Regions from separate parts of the Sus scrofa genome. Here region 2 is linked to region 1. A link is a contact called in public promoter capture Hi-C data. All regions are on one chromosome and are shown on one strand. Each heading gives the region's core, a stretch centred on a gene start, on an enhancer-like site or on the middle of the called end of the contact. The rest is flanking DNA. Distances are from core to core; before and after follow the strand shown.

Region 1 (7,851 bases), core at 1,871-4,370:
TTTCCCACCCATGGCAACTAAAGCAAGGAACACTTCCAAAAGCAGTGGTGATGAGTGAATGGTGAAAATAAAAGCAACAGGCTCGGGACTGTTAAATACAAAAACAAAGAATTGCCCAAGGAGATGGACAGCTTTTAAGACCTAATTCCTGTAAGCTTTTAAGATAATGACTATGAAAGATTTTAAGAAAATAAGGAAAACAGCCTTTTCCGTTCTAACAGCAGCGTGCATAAGGAGTCCAGAAGGCATCAGCTCGGGGTGGAGTTTCAAGAGGGTGGAGGGAGGAGGAAGAAAGCTTATTACATCACCTTTCAATGCTGCTCCTCCCCCTTGACCAAGTTTCTAGGGCGGCCCTAAGCTCTGGATGGCAAAAGGGGGAGAAAAACAACAAAGAAGCAGGGACGCCATTTTGTAATGGAGAAGAGGACTCAAACTTAAAAAGCTATCCCCAGCTCTGCCGGTAGCTATTTACATTAAAAATCACCCCTTTTTAGTAAGAAAAACCAAAAAGCAGCCCCCCACCCTGTGCAGAAGCCTTTGACCTACTTTGAATCAGTTAAGAGCGTTGTGAAAATAAAAGCAATTAAAATATTTAAAAAAGAACAATTTTCTGCGGGGAAGAATTGAATTTGCAATTGAGGTTCAACCTTACTATCGACCACCCCCCATCCTCCCTATAAAGGGAAAGGGGGAGGACTTGGACCCCTGTCAACAAATAGGGTTGAGGTGGGAGGACAGGAGAAAAATGGGTCAAGACACAACCTGCAACGCCGCTTGGAAGACAAAAGGACAAAGAAAGTCGCCATATTGAAGCAGGGAAGAAAAAAATTCCTTTTAACGACAAAATGCTAGCATTCAATTGCACTAAATGGCTTTTAAAATTATACTCCTGATTTCCACATTTCCCCAACCTTTCCACCCTCTACTTAACTGTATTACCCCCCCACCCCCGCCAAAAAGTATCAAGTTAAAAATGTTAATCACTTTTTCTGCTTTTAAATAACCTATGCAATCTGCAACAATTACAAGACATTTTTTACCTCCCCAACTATTATCTTGTATGTATTGGCACTAAGACTATATTTTGCCCTGAATTAAGTGTCTTGCAATCTTTATTCCTAGATTGCCACCTATATTAAGCACACAAATATACCCCAAGCAAATTACATCAAAATTGAGAGGAGTTAACAATCATTTAAAGTCATAGTCAACTACTATTTCTCTGCCCATCTCCTTACCCTGCAATCTTTATGTACAGATTGCTTATTAATCTGGCAAATTGAAAGGCGCCCTGCTTGTCTCACACACAAAGAAGTGGGACTTCTGGGCCACAAGATCCACCATCTTTTGTATGTGAGCTCATTAACCCTTTTGAAGACTGCAGCTAACGAGAGGAAGGTAACCATTCCTCTTTATAAAAAAGTAAACACTTATGGCTTTGGCAGTCTGGAAATTGGCTGGATTACCAAGGGTTAACCATCAAAATCCTAACTTGCTGGCCCTCCCTCCACCCTCTCCTTGCCCGCACCAGGGCAGGGAAGAGGTAGGTGGTAGAGGAGAGAACACCACTGTTAAGACCCAAAGGCCCTTTTAATGGAGATTAAGCGACCGGATCGGTCCTTCTCCAGTTCTCTATTTGTTCTATGGTCTCATTTCGTCCTCTCATTATTTTTGGTTTCACAACGGGAAACGTTGATTTCTTGTTGCAAGGCTGGTTTTTGAAAATTCGACACTTACTATCCAATTTTTTTGCGACGTCAGCACCTCGGGCTCAGGGGGGGAGGGGGTTAAAATTTTAGAGAAAAAAATAAAACAACCAACCAGGACCCAAAACTCAATTATTTGCGGGGCCTCATTGGATCAAAAAGTCTCTTTAAAAAAAATAAAGGCCAACTCAGTATTCATTTCCCCCCCCACCCAACTCCATTTAGGGAGGGGGGTCGTAGAAAAAAAGTTCTGAGTGGATTCAAAAAAGTAAACGCTGGATGAGTGAATTTGAGTGGGTTTGGGAAGGGAGGGTGGTTGATTATTTTTGAAGTTATGTGGTGACGGTCCTTCGGCCACAATTTCAAGTCCCAAGCAGCGTGGGCTGGTGGGGTGGGCAAGATAGGTGGGAAGGGGCAGAAGACACAAGTGGTTGGGCTGGTGGCTGCTGTTTTCCCTTTCCCCCCTCTCTCAGGATCCTTTCAAGGGCTTAGATGTTGCTGCGGCTTGTTTCTTTTTTCCTCGTGGCTGGCCTGTCTTTCTCCGAGAAAATTCAAACCTGGGATAAAAGGAACAAAAGGGAGAAAGATACAATCAATACGGGTTGCTCGGAAACGCCCCAAAATACCGTTTTTGTTGCCCTCAAACACCTCTGTGTCCCATCCCGAAAACAGCCGCTTAACACAAGTCATGGCTCCCAACTGAGCCTAGGCCGAACCCGTTTCCCAGGCCAAAAATGTCACCCTCCAACCGACAAAAAGGCGAAACTTACCTCTAAACGAACCCCAGAATGGCGGCTGCCCGCTCGGGCGGAGTCTTTTATACCCGGACGCCGCCCAACGCGCGCAAACGTGCCAGTGAAGCGCCCTTGTCGCGAGACATTGTGCGCGAGGCGTGAGTTCATTGGCCAACCAGAAAGACAACTCGCCAGCTGATTGGCTAGCCTGTCTTCGGCTTCGCTCAGCCCCTTCCCCTGGGCACCCTCTTCCGCCTCCTTCCTGGCCCGCTAACGCGTGCGCGTGACCGGGCGGCCTAGCACCTCCCTTTCCTCTGCTTCCACCACTTCCGCCCTCGAGACCATTTCTCACCCTGGGTTGGTAGAATCGGACCGGCGCATGCGCAGTGAGAGAATCTCGGTCAAAATCTCCTTCAAAATTGCTTACAAGACAAACTCGAAGAATGAGGTCTAAGAATCGTAGTGACTGGTGCCGCAAAAACGCAATTTTGAGGCCGAATTCGATTGTGACGCAGTTGAAATTGCCTTCTCCTTATGGCCCCCCTTTCTCGTTTCCGTCTTGACGCAGATGCGCGGCCGTCTTCCGCACTGCGGGCGCGTCCTTGGCCCTACCCCCAGTCAGTTTCCAGGTGCATGCGCAGTCGCCTTTCTAGCCTTTCCTGCTTTGGGCGTACGTCAAGATGGCTGCCTCCATATTGAACGTGTTGCTGAGGCGCCTTCCTGGCGTTTCGCCCTTCAGAGGTGCCTACGGAGTTCAGGTAACTCCTTGGAGCACGTTTTGTACAACCCAAAACTTAAACTGTACTTTCTCTAGGTTGTCGCTCCACTTCTGGGAATCCAGGAGCGGAGAGCTTCCCGATTGCTGTCAAGGCAATGCTTTACTTCCACCACTCTCTTCCCTTCTCGTTCCTCGATACTGCGCGCATTTTCTTATTTCGAGTCGAGGGTGAAGAGCCAGGGTTGGATGGTATCCTCTTCCCTAGTTTCCATCTCGATTAAATAATTAAGAGATGGAATGAACCCCTTGGTCATAACACAAACCAGCTGTGAACTGTTCAGACGATGTCTAAATCTGCGATGCCCAGTAAGGTCTTTGGGTTGAGGGACAGACACTAACTTCTACCAGCCCTGCTATAGCCTAATAAAGCCAGGACACATTCTCACGACCTGGGGACCAGTGTCTCGGCTCTCTTTATGTCACTGAATCAGTTTCTCATCAGAGCATACATGAGCTTAACTTTGGGTCGAGGTTTCCCTCCAGCCTCACGTACTTACCCCCCTGGAGGTTCTTGGCAGGGCAGATTCTTAGCGGGGCAGGGCGAGATGGGAAGGCTTAGCCCAGCTGCCACTCCCTACAGTGGGACTAAAAATTGGTGACAAGGGTCACCACAGAGTTAATTATAGGCCTGGTAGCTTTAAAGGTAGCGTTAGGACTCAAGTTTATTCTGTCCTATGGAATGTTGACCTTCAACTTTTTATAAGGCTGGGCAACTCAGTGATTCAGGATCGGATTGAGTGGAGATTCATCTGTCTTTGCATTTCCTTCCTGCCATTCATCTTAACTCCAAGAAGATAAGACATTCTCCCTTTTTCTCCACTAGACTCGGTCTGTCCCAGAAAGGACAGAGTATCTTATATGTGCCACGTTTTTGAGTTGTTTTCTCAAATAAATTTGCCTCCCCATCAGCTATCTAGTTACCCTCCAACATGACTCTTTCTCTGAAGATCCAGTTACAGTAGGGAGACTGGTGGTTAATGATGTCAACTTAACCCCCCCACCCAACGCTACCTTTCATATATATTTCATTAACATAGTGGGTATAGATTCTTTTTCTCCCTGAACTGTTGGCAGCTAACCAGTCAGGTTTCTCCTTGAACTCACTGTCTCATTTCCACTCTCCTTCTATAGGTTCTCCTCCAGACTCTTTGCACCAAAGCTCCCCCTGAGGATGATTCTTTGCCCCAGGTTCCCATTTCCCCTTATAAAGATGAACCCTGGAAATATCTGGACTCAGAAGGTACTTCTTCATGGGGGAGGGGAGGGCAAGTCAGGTCTGAAATAAAGGGACAGAGATGCCCCCCACCACCTGCACCCAGACATGACTTAAGTGGCCTTTCATTTCAGAATACCAGAACCGCTATGGTTCTCGCCCTGTCTGGGCTGACTACCGTCGCAACCACAAAGGTGGAATACCCCCACAGCGGACTCGAAAGATGTGTATTGTGAGTTTCTGAAGGTGACACATGGATGGGATGTGGAGTGGGGCTGAAGGCTATAGCCGCAGTGGTAGCTGCACTTTTTCAGACAAGGCTTTGAACATCTTCACCTGCCAGTTTCTTCTCTCTACAGCGGGGAAATAAAGTTGCTGGGAATCCCTGCCCCATCTGCCGGGATCAGAAGTTGCACGTCGACTTTAGGGTAAGGAGAGTCTTTTCTCCAGAATAAAGACCTAGAGTGCTAGAGAGATTACCTTAGGTACCCCTCACTCTTCATGTCCTGGTGCCACTAAAGTTTTTTGGGTTTTTTTTGTTTTTTGTTTGTTTTTGTTTTAAGCATAGTTGATTTACAGTGTGTCAGTTTCTGCTGTATAGCAGAGTGCCCAAAGTCCATTTTATATTGACTTTCCGGCAATATGAAACATTCCTTCTTCTAGCCTTTGCTCTCTGCTATGGGTTATACTAAAAAGCTTCATCCACTATTAAAAAAGAAACCTTCATCCCTTGCCTATGAAATTTATAGTCTAAATTGGCAAGCAAGAGAAATACTCGTTTCTAATGGGAGGGCTACACCCAAGGCTTCATTTTTATACATCACAGTTAGCAGCAAGTAGATTGGACTAGTTCTTTCTCTGAGGTTTTCTTTATTTTGTCGGTGGCATGCTGGAGACTAGGGGCTGGAGGGCAGGTACATGAAGCAAGGTACAGTCAGTTATGTTAAAAAAAAAAGAAAGACACTTCAGTGTGAGAAGGACAGGACCTGTTCCTTAAAGGATTCAAAAACCTTATGATAATGGAAACGTGCTCGTCTGAGTTTGCAGGGCTTAGAAGTATTAAGAAGGTCGTCAGGGGAGTTGGAGGGCATTTGTGTGTCAGTCAGCAGAAGGGGGTGTCTGACTGCTGTCAGGCTCCTTCAGAAGCAGGTTGTAGAGGAGTCCAGGAGCTACTTCTCAGTTTCAGCTGTGTACAAACTATAACCATCTGTATACAGTTTATAGTAAGCTGCCTGGCTAAGGGAGAAAGGTTGAATAGTGCAGATGATTCTGCTTGCTATCCCACTCCACAAGTAAACCTGCTTTTTCTTTGGGAATCTCACCACCTGTGATTAATTGCTGGCTGAGAATCATTCTAGTAATTAAACCTTTTTAACTAATCTTAGTAAATAAATAAATTACATAAGGCATAGTTTTTGTTTGTTTGCTTGCTTTTTAGGGCCACACCCATGTCTATGGAAGTTCCCAGGCTAGGGATTAAATTGGAGCTATAGCTGCCGGCCTATGCCACAGCCACAGCACCTCGGGATTTGAGCAACCTACACCATAGCTCATAGCTGGATCCTTAGCCCACTGAGCGAGGCCTGGGATCACACTCGCATCCTCATGGATCCTAATTGGGTGCATTAACCGCTGAGCCACGAAGGGAACGCCAAGGCATACTTTTGTATACATTAATCATTTATAAATGCACCTTATAACATGTACTACATTTTATGGGTGATTTCATGGATTTGCCAAGACTGTCCCTAATTTGTTGCATGAGGGGCCGATGTTAGACCCTAACCCCTGCAGAAGAGAATTCTATGTGAGTCTTAGTGACAGAGTGTCTGATGTGCACATAAAAGGGTTGAAAGGCCAGGAAAGGGGGAAGTTTGCAAGTGTGTTCAGTAAGCGAATGGGGCTAAAACTGGACATTGAAGGAGGGCAGCACCTGGAGAGACAGAGCAGGGTCCAGGTCCTCTGGGCGGGTGTGCAGGGACTGTGCCCTGTCAGTCTCTAAATGTCTGTTTTGCTGCCTTCCCTTCCCTCTCTTGTTTCTCCACCACTTTTCCCTACAGAACGTGAAGCTCTTGGAGCAGTTTGTCTGCGCCCACACGGGTATCATCTTCCATGCCCCGTACACAGGTGAGCCCATCATCCCCGTCCCCACCAGAATAGCCTTCGTTACAGCAGTTCTTGTATTTATTAAGACGACAAGTATTTGTTTGGTGGCTCCTACTAATGGCATAAAAAGTATGCTGGAACCTTCTGAGATGTTAGCCTATTGTGGATACTCATGCTAAAACAGTTACATGTGGGCCAAAGGCAGAGGCAGTTATCAACATAAGCAAACCATCGAAATGCAGCTCTTCAAAGATGAATGGTAGTGATTGTTTCCTTTTTATAGTCTTTTCACTTTTAAGAAGCCTTTCTCATAATTGACTATCACAGAGGTACTTTTATGCGCTCTGTTGACAGTTCAATGAGATTTCCCAAATTTGGGATTGTAAACTTAAAATTTCAAGATTATATCTATTGCCTAAGTACAGCTACAGGCTAAATCTCATTCACTGCTATGTTTTATTCTGTTCTTTTCCTTCCTTCCTTTTTTGACTTCTTAGGGCCACACCTGCGGCATATGGAGGTTCTCAGGCTGGGGGTCTAATTGAAGCTACAGCTGGCAGCCTACACCACAGCCACAGCCACAGCAACATGAGATCCAAGCCACGTCTGCAACCTACACCACAGCTCACAGCCTTAACCCACTGAGCAAGGCCAGGGATCAAACCTGCAACATCATGGTTCCTAGTTGGATTCATTTCTGCTGCACCACTTCGGGAACTCCCTCTTTCTTTCTTTCTTTCTCTTTTTTTTTGGCTGCACTGCAGGATGTGGAAGTTCTCAGGCCAGGAATCAATCCCACGTCACAGCAGCAACCCAAGTCCCTGCGAGGATATCATCAGATCCTTAACCTGCTGTGCCACAAGGAAATTCCATGTCCATTTATTTTCATATTGTCTGCAACTCTTCCCAGGCTGCAATGGCAGAGTTGAGCTGAGACAGACTATAATATATGCCCTAAAATACATGGCCTTGTCCAGAAATATTTTATCAACACCTGCTCCAAAGCAAAATAAATTTGCAAAGAATAATTGGAATCAACCCTTTTGTGGGGTGGTAGCATGCTCAGTGGAGGTTGGTTTGTCAAGGAGTTTTAAGAATTTTATTTATTTATTTATTTTTGTCTTTGGTCTTTTCCAGGGCCACACCCGTGCCATATGGAGGTTCCCAGGCTAATCGGAGCTGTAGCAGCCAGCCTATGCCACAGGCACAGCAATACCAGGTCTGAGCCGCCTCTGCAACCTACACCATAGCTTACAGAAATGCCAGATCCTTAACCCACTGAGCAAGGCCAGGGATGGAACCCACAACCTCATG
Region 2 (7,851 bases), core at 3,772-6,271, 610 kb after region 1:
CACACTACTCCTCTTCTTGTTAATGATTTTGTGAAAGGCTTTTCTGGAAAAGAAAGCTAGGAGGGGGTAGGCTTGGGACTTCAGGAGCCCTTCCTTACTCCTCCCTGCAGATTTTACCTCTTGAATTTGACAACAACGAGCTCTTCATGTGCCTGGAACCTGGTATCTGCAGCAGGAGGAGCAGGAGAGGAAGTGTGGGAGAGACAAGTGTAGACAAATAGTGTATACTTCTTGCCCTCGGAGTTTTCAGGTATGGAAATGAAGAACCTTGGCTTAAAGTGCAGATTTGGGAAGCCAGAGTTCTGGTCCCAGTTCAGCTAATAGCCCAGAAGCTGCATCTTAGACCCTCTGATCACACTGGCTTCTTCTTGTAAGACGCTATCCACTCTCATCACCCCGGGCCTTTCCTGACTTCCCCTACCACCAAGCATTTTATTTGATCACATCCTGTCTCTTCCTCCAACTGCAGGCAACCCGAAGATGAGGAATGCCTGTTATTTTCTTTTTTGGGGCTGCACCTGTGGCCATGTGGCTATGGAAGCTTCTGGGCTAGGGATTGATTCTGAGCCGCAGCTGCGACCTATGCCTCAGCTGCAACCTATGCCTCAGCTATCTACGGCAACACTAGACCTTTAACCCACAGTGGGAACTCCAGAATGCCTATTTCTATTCTTAGCATATAGATAGTATGCTAACTTGTGAAATCAGTGATTGAATTGGCTGGAGTGAGCAGGGGACACTTTCTGGGGGAGGTCAGACTTGCAGAGATGGGTAATTCCTAGTTGAGCGAGTGAAAAACAGGTGGGGCACTCCAGGCAGTGCTGGGACTAGAAGTGAACCAGACTGGCAGGGAGGTGACCCCAACATGCTACCCAGAGGAGCTGCCTCTTCCGGCTCAGGATTTCATGTGGCTCCCTGCAAAAGCTTCCAGAAAAGTGAATAAAACACCAAAGAGGGAGAAAAGCTTGATTTATTTCTCAACCTGTTTCCCAAGGGCAGAGCCCACTTATCAAACCTGAAGGCTTGTACCCTGGACAGACCCCAGGAAGTAGAAGCCCAAGTACCCAGTTCAGGGGCCCAAGTTCAGGTTTCAGCCGCAAACCAGGGTCAGACCTTGCTGAGGTCAGAATTCAAGATTCATGTATGTCCTCAGATCCCGCTCCCAGGCTCTGTCCTTCTCCTCCTGCCTTCTCTTCTCCTTCTGGTTCAGTGTGGTCAATCTAGGGACTCTCTCCCTCCCTGCCACCGCCCGTGTATCCCAAGCTGAGAAATGTGTAACTCGGGGTTGGGCTGCTGATCTATAGCCTAATCCTTCCTGGTCCCTTTTGAGGACAGTGGGGATGGGGTTGGCACGGCCTTGACCTTGGGGTCCCAGTCCCTTTCCAGGCTCCCAACCCCCCCTTAGGAGAAGCTTAAAGCCTGGGCTGGAGGTAGGCACCCCAAGGGGCAGGTTGGGGGGCTGGAGATCCCGGGACAGTGAGAGCAGGTGAGCGGTGGATGTACGGTGGTTAGAGTCTTGGAAGTGGGCATCACAGGTCTCACAGTACTGGGGGGAGAGGGATCGGGGCCTGCAAAGAAAAAAGAATGGTTAAGGGCAACACAAGGATTGAGGCCTCAGGAGGGTGGCAGGGTTAGGTCCTTCCTGTATTTCTGCTGAGGAACAAATTGCCTTCCTCCCCACTTCATGATAAGAGACCCAAAAGGGAATAGTTGAGCCAACAGATGTTAAAAAGGCTTCACAAAGTTCTTGGGTGATGAAAAATAACAATAGTGACCATAGCTAGTGTTGGTATAGTGCTTAGTATGGGACAGGTGCTTTTCTAGCACTTTACATATATTAACCTATTTGACCCTAACAACCCTAAGAGAAAGGTGCTTTTATTGCTCCATTTCTTAGATGAGGAAACTGAGGCACATGGGTTAGGTTGCTTGCCCACGTAAGTACAGTCAGGATTTAAACCCAAGGAGCCCATGCAATGTGGGAATATAGCAAATATACGTGAACTATACTTCAATTAAAAAACTTAAAATTTTTTTTGTCTTTTTTAGGGCCACACCTGCGGCATGTGGAAGTCCCCAGACTAGGGGCCAAATCAGAGCTGTAGCTGCTGGCCTATGCTACAACCACAGCCATGTGAGATCCGAGCCTCATGTGAGATCTACACCACACGACAATGCCAAGATCTTAACCCACTGAGGTCAGGGACTGAACCCTCGTCCTCATGGATACTAGTTGGGTTTGTTACCACTGAGCCGCAATGGGAACTACCCCAATTTTTTTTTTAATGAAAAAAATGTTTTATATAAAAAATAATCCAAGGGAGTATCCTGTTCATAATCACACTGCCCGATCAGCCTACATTAGGGAACAGGAAAGTAAACCCTTTGGCTCTATTCTGTGGCCTCCTGTGTGAAGTGTGAGGAAGGGCAGAACACAATGAAAGATAAGGCTTCCCCTTACCGGTTCTCTGGACTCCTTGTCTCTCCGGGGCTCTCTCTGACCATGCGGGCCACTTCAGGGAAGCCTGCTTCTTCCGCCAGCTGAGCAGCATCCCTGCCACCCAGCTCGCAGACCCCCACCCAGGCCGCCCCACGGCCCAGGAGATAGCGCACAGCTGCCCCCTGGCCTGCTCGGGCAGCACACATCAGTGGGGTCCACCAGAAAGCATCTCGAGCGTTGATATTCCCTCCAGCTCCCCCTGCCTCATGGGGATCCAACAGCTTTTTCAGTTTTGCCAGGTCCCCCTCCTGGGCTGCCCTCAGTATCTGCTGGGTCATCTTGTCCTCTGCCTCAAGGGATCTCCTTTGTCCATCTTCTCCTGATGCTCCTGCTGTAGTCTCCCTCATCGTTCGTCTTTTCTTCCTCTTTCTAGCAGGCTCAGGCTGAGATCTCTGGGGCTCAGGGGTGCTGTCCTCGTCCCCAATCAAAGCTTCATAGAAAGCCCGGGCTGCAGCCCCATCCAGGGTGGGCTCCAGCTCTTCAGGGTGTGACTGCAGTTGCCCATCTTTCCAGAGATCACTGGGGTCAGTGGCTGGGGTAAAGTTAATGAGGGAGGACCCGGACATGGCTTTGGGGAGAGTTGGGAAAATGAGATTAGGCAGGGGGAAGCCAAGTCCCAGATGGTCCTGCAATGACCAGAATCACCTACAGACACCTGCTGGGATAAAAACAAGTATCCTTAGAATCAAAAATCCCCTCCCGGGAGTTCCCTTCGTGGCTCAGTGGTTAACAAACCTGATTAGATTCGATCCCTGGCCTCAGATCAGTGGGTTAAGGATCCGGCGTTGCTGTGAGCTGTGGTGTAGGTTGCAGACACGGCTGGATCCTGCGTTGCTGTGGCTGTGGTGTAGGCCAGCAGCTGTAGCTCCAATTCCATTTCTAGCCTGGGAGCCTCCATATGCCACCGGTGCAGCCCTAAAGACAAAAACAAACAAAAACCCTCCTACGCGGAAAGTGAACCCCGAGGACCACGGATTGTGTAAAAATAGGAAACCCTATGGTAACAGACCATGCCCCTTAGTAAAGGTTAACAAAGTAGACTCTGTAAGACAGTTGCCCAGAAGTCCTGTGCTCTGCCCCCACTCCATCCTCACCATCAATAATAACAGCCTTTCTCTGAAACTACTTTACAACTGCGCGGGACATACCATTAAGGAAAACAATCAGCCTGGCTCTTTAAATCTTCCTGGATCCTATTTCGGGGTATTCTTAAACAAAAACAGACTTGACATTTGTCCGGAAGCAGGAAGCCGATTCGCGGGGAGGTTCCACTCGTTGCTTTGCAGCTTCCGTACTGCAAAATGGCGCTACTCTAAGCAAAGGCGTCCACAGTCAAAGCCGCATGCGCAGCTGAATGGGGAGCGGGCGGGGGACAAACAAAAACAATACTGGAGCACGCAGGCGCGCTGCTCCGGGCTATTTCCCGCCCTGGAATCTTTCCAATAACACAAGCGCAAAACGCCACGTGCCCTGGTAGCGCGAGGATCGAGAAATATCTGTCGGTTGGGGTCCTGCTTTTACCTAACGCCCCCACAATGCTCTTCGCCTCCCTCAACGTGGCCCCCGCTCCAAGCTCATTTTCTGGACCTGGGAAACCACCCTCTGGGTTAAGAAAGGCCCTGAGGCGGAGAATGCCCAGAAGCCGTGAAATGAAATAGTCACGCAGCCCCTCACCATTAATCTGACCAGGGTTGGAAGGTCGCACTTAGCACCCGCAGCAGAAGGCCCTGTTCAAGCCTTAAAAGGAAATGGAGAAGTGCAAGGGGACGAGCAACAGAATGGCTGGCGCCACCTCAGGTTAGCGCACGGGACCTTCCCGATTCTCACACCTCTCAGCTCAGCCAGCACACCCTACCCAGGTCCCTCAGCGCGGAACCCGGCCTCACCTCCCACCTCAGGAGATCAAACCCTTGAGTGAAATATGGGCCCCGTTGAGGGTCTCCTTGGCAGGCTGACTCGGACAGGGGGGCTCCACAAGCGATAAGGGCCAGGCAGCTGGTCGGTGATGAGGTCAATGGTCTGGGTAGCAGGGCCGCACGCCTGAGGCTCGTTGTGTGAGAGGGAGCGGCAGTAAATGATCCAGCCTGTCTTGTTCCTTTCCCCGCCCCCTCTCAGCCCCACGGTGATAAGATCACTCGACTATATTTCCCAGGCTCCCTGGCCCAGAACACGGTACTGCGTTTCCGCTTCCGGTGGCGGCTCCCTACGCCCCGCCCCGGAGCGTTTCCCTCAGGGGCCTCGCGACACCAGGGTCGTGGGCGGGTCGTCCTGGGATTCGTAGTTCGCCCTTTCTCAGTTGCGCCAGTTTCTAGCTTCCGAGGACTCCATCTCCCGGCGTTCACCGCGGCGCACGATTTTAAGCGCTTGCGCGTTGCCCTCTTCCCCACCCTCCCCAGTTTCCACTCCCCCCGCCCCACTTCGCCTGCCGCGGTTGGATCCGCGGCCTGCGTTGTAGCCGTCGCCGCGGTTCCTTGGAAGCAGAAACTCCCCTCCCCTCCCCGCCCCCCCGGTCCCAGTCCCCGTCCAGCCGGTGAGTCTGAGGTCGTTGCCGCGCCGCGTCCCCTGTTCCTGGGCGCGGCACAAGGGGTCTCCGTGCCTTGATGTGGGGGTGGGGAAGGAAGTGACCAGGTCCGGGACCGAAGGAAGGAGGGGGTGGTCTGAAGGATGGAGGCGGGATAAGGAGACTCCCGTGAAAGGGACCTAACTGCCATCCCCAGACTTTGAGAAAAAGAGGAGCTTAGCTCTTGCCTGGAAAGAAACTTCGGAAACCTTGGGAATGGGGCCGGGGACAAACGGAGACTTGCGGGGGTAGGGAATCTGAGCCGCAGGCCCTGCTGGAGTTGACATAGAGGAGAGAGGGGCCTGGCCTTGGGGAGCGTTAGGGATGTGGATAGGACTAATGGGTCAAGACCTGCCGGTTACACACAAGTGTTGGGACCCCAGAGAATTTCCTGTCTCTGAAAAAAGGGGTTGAGGTGTGAATAGGAGGAGCTGGAGAGAACTGCTCCAGTCTAGGATCCTTTAAGAAAGGGTGGCCCTAAATTCTTCTGTGGTTGGAGGGCAAAGTGTGGGAAGAGGGAGGATATCAGAGGCAGGGAGGAGAGCTTAGGCTGACACTCTTCTTTTTCTAGCTGAAGTGAAGATGAGCAGCTCAGAGGAGGTGTCCTGGATTTCCTGGTTCTGTGGGCTCCGTGGCAATGAATTCTTCTGTGAAGTGAGTTCTTAACCTCCTTGTCCCTTTCCACATATAATCTGGCCAGGCATTCTCTCGCATAGTATATATTCAGTTTCTAGATACTTGTTTTACAGTCTTCCGTAAAAACCCTTTCACGTTAAGAAAGAGTCTCCTTAGTAATTCTCTCACTAACTCATACTGAAGGCAAGACTGGGCCTCAGGTTGACCCTGCCACCCTCCAGCAATGTAATGTTGGACTCATCAACCCATGTTTTTATTACCACAGTGCTACCGGTAGCACCTGTTTCTGGTAGCTATTAGGAGAATTAAGACACCTCACGTTAAAATGTTTTGTAACGTGCAGAGCTGTGTGTTAACATAAGGGATTGTGAGCGCCTTCAGAACCCAAGCTGTTCAGCCTCCACCTTCCTCAGCAAGCCAGCTGCCCCTAAGGAGAGGCCAAAACTGACTCTTAGAGATGGGAAGCAGGAATGGGGACAGGATTTTTTTTTTTTTTTTTTTTTTTGGAGGCGGGGGTTGAATCAAAGCTGCAGCTGCTGGCCTATGCCCCAGCCACAGCAACCTGGGGATCCAAGGATACTAGTCAGGTTCATTACCGCTCAGCCACGACAGGAACTCTTTTTGCAGGGGGAGGGCTGGAGGCGTCCCACAGCATACAGGAGTTCCTGGGCCAAAGATATTGAACCAGTGCCACAACTATAACAGTGCCAGATCCTTAACCAGGCAATTCTAGAACAAGGATCTTTTTTTTTTTTTTTTTTTTTTTTTTGTCTTTTCTAGGGCCACACCCGCGGCATATGGAGGTTCCCAGGCTAGGGGTCCAATCAGAGCCATAGCCACCGACCTGCACCACAGCCACAGTAACGGGAGATCCGAGCGGCGTCTGTGACCTACACCACAGCTCACGGCAACACCGGATCCTTAACCCACTGAGTGAGACCAGGGATTGAACCCGCAACCTCATGGTTCTTAGTTGGATTTGCTAACCACTGAGCCACGATGGGAACTCCCTAGGACAGGGATCTTGAAATAAATGTCTTTCTAAGGAGAGGACTGCTATACTTGCTTATCCTTAGAAAAGAAAAGCCAAGCTGTTAGGAGCAGGCAGTATATGTGAACTGAGAAAAGTGACTTATGTATTTCTGCAGAGCTGGGGGCAGAAGCAGTCGTGTCGAGGCTAAAGCACCAGTTAGAGCAACTTGCCTAGGTCAAAGCTGGGGATTCTGCTTTACTCTTGACTTCACGTCCTGACAGGTGGATGAAGACTACATCCAGGACAAATTCAATCTCACTGGACTCAACGAGCAGGTGCCTCATTATCGACAAGCCCTAGACATGATCTTGGACCTGGAACCTGGTGAGATACTCTCAGAATTGTTTTGTGTATATGTGGGTTTTTTGGTTTTTGTTTGTTTGCTTTTTAGGGCTGCACCTATGGCACATGGAGTTTCCCAGGTCTAGGGGTTGAGAATTGGAGCTGTAGCTGCTGGCCTACACCACAGCCATGTCGGATCCGAGCGTGTCTGCAACCTATATCACAGCTCATGGCAGCACCAGGTCCTTAACCCATTGAGTGAGGCCAGGGATTGAACCTGAGTCCTCATGGATGCTAGTCAGATTCGTTTCCACTGAGCCACAACGGGAAATCTGGTCTTTTTCTTTTCAACTGCTATTTGAATTTCTTTTTGGTTTTCTGGCTCTGTTAAGCCAGAGTCAGATTCAACTTCATCTTGGTAACCTACCTAACTCTTGCCAGGGGTGTCTTGTTCCCATACTCTGATCCTGTAACTCAGCATTATTCCATAATGCCAGTTTCCCCACACGTCTTATTTTCTGCCTCTCCCTTGCCTTGCCTCTTCCAAGCTCGGGTTCTGTCTTCTCTGTTGACATCTTTGCATTTATGTGTTTAGGAAGGAGCTGTGAGGGAGAGAAGGGAGCAGAGGCTGAGAGGGATGGAGAGAAGGCAGAGCTGCCTTGGGTTGGTGGGAGGATCAGAGGCCCAGGTTTCTGGGTCAGATGCCCAGGCGGTGGCTGGGGTGAGGCTCACCATAGGGTGCTGGACTAACTGAGTAGCCAGCAGCCCCTGGGGGTGGGGTGGGCAGGGCACCTAAAAGAGCTGTAAGACAAGTGGTTGCATTTGGCTGGGACCATGTTT

The links. Promoter capture Hi-C pulls out the DNA fragments that hold promoters and counts their contacts.
Region 2: a contact with region 1 is called in a promoter capture Hi-C map of liver, with 9 times the contacts expected there. The contact joins the promoter of CSNK2B here to the promoter of MRPS18B in region 1. A contact is called at or near these places in 2 of 5 promoter capture datasets (fetal liver and liver) and 1 of 2 datasets of contacts at active chromatin or transcription factors (skeletal muscle).

Annotation. Positions count from the first base shown.
Region 1 is chr7:23,163,194-23,171,044 of Sscrofa11.1, forward strand. MRPS18B (mitochondrial ribosomal protein S18B) reads left to right here and starts at 3,121. Exons shown (of 7, transcript NM_001123140.1): 1 at 3,121-3,198; 2 at 4,350-4,458; 3 at 4,566-4,663; 4 at 4,791-4,859; 5 at 6,492-6,558. The coding sequence starts at 3,121. It also overlaps a transcript of PPP1R10 not described here.
Region 2 is chr7:23,776,173-23,784,023 of Sscrofa11.1, forward strand. CSNK2B (casein kinase 2 beta) reads left to right here and starts at 5,022. Exons shown (of 7, transcript NM_001145377.2): 1 at 5,022-5,030; 2 at 5,632-5,714; 3 at 6,951-7,053. The coding sequence starts at 5,643. GPANK1 (G-patch domain and ankyrin repeats 1) reads right to left here and starts at 4,174. Exons shown (of 3, transcript NM_001145383.1): 1 at 3,649-4,174; 2 at 2,462-3,155; 3 at 932-1,568. The coding sequence starts at 3,066. The coding sequence ends at 1,124.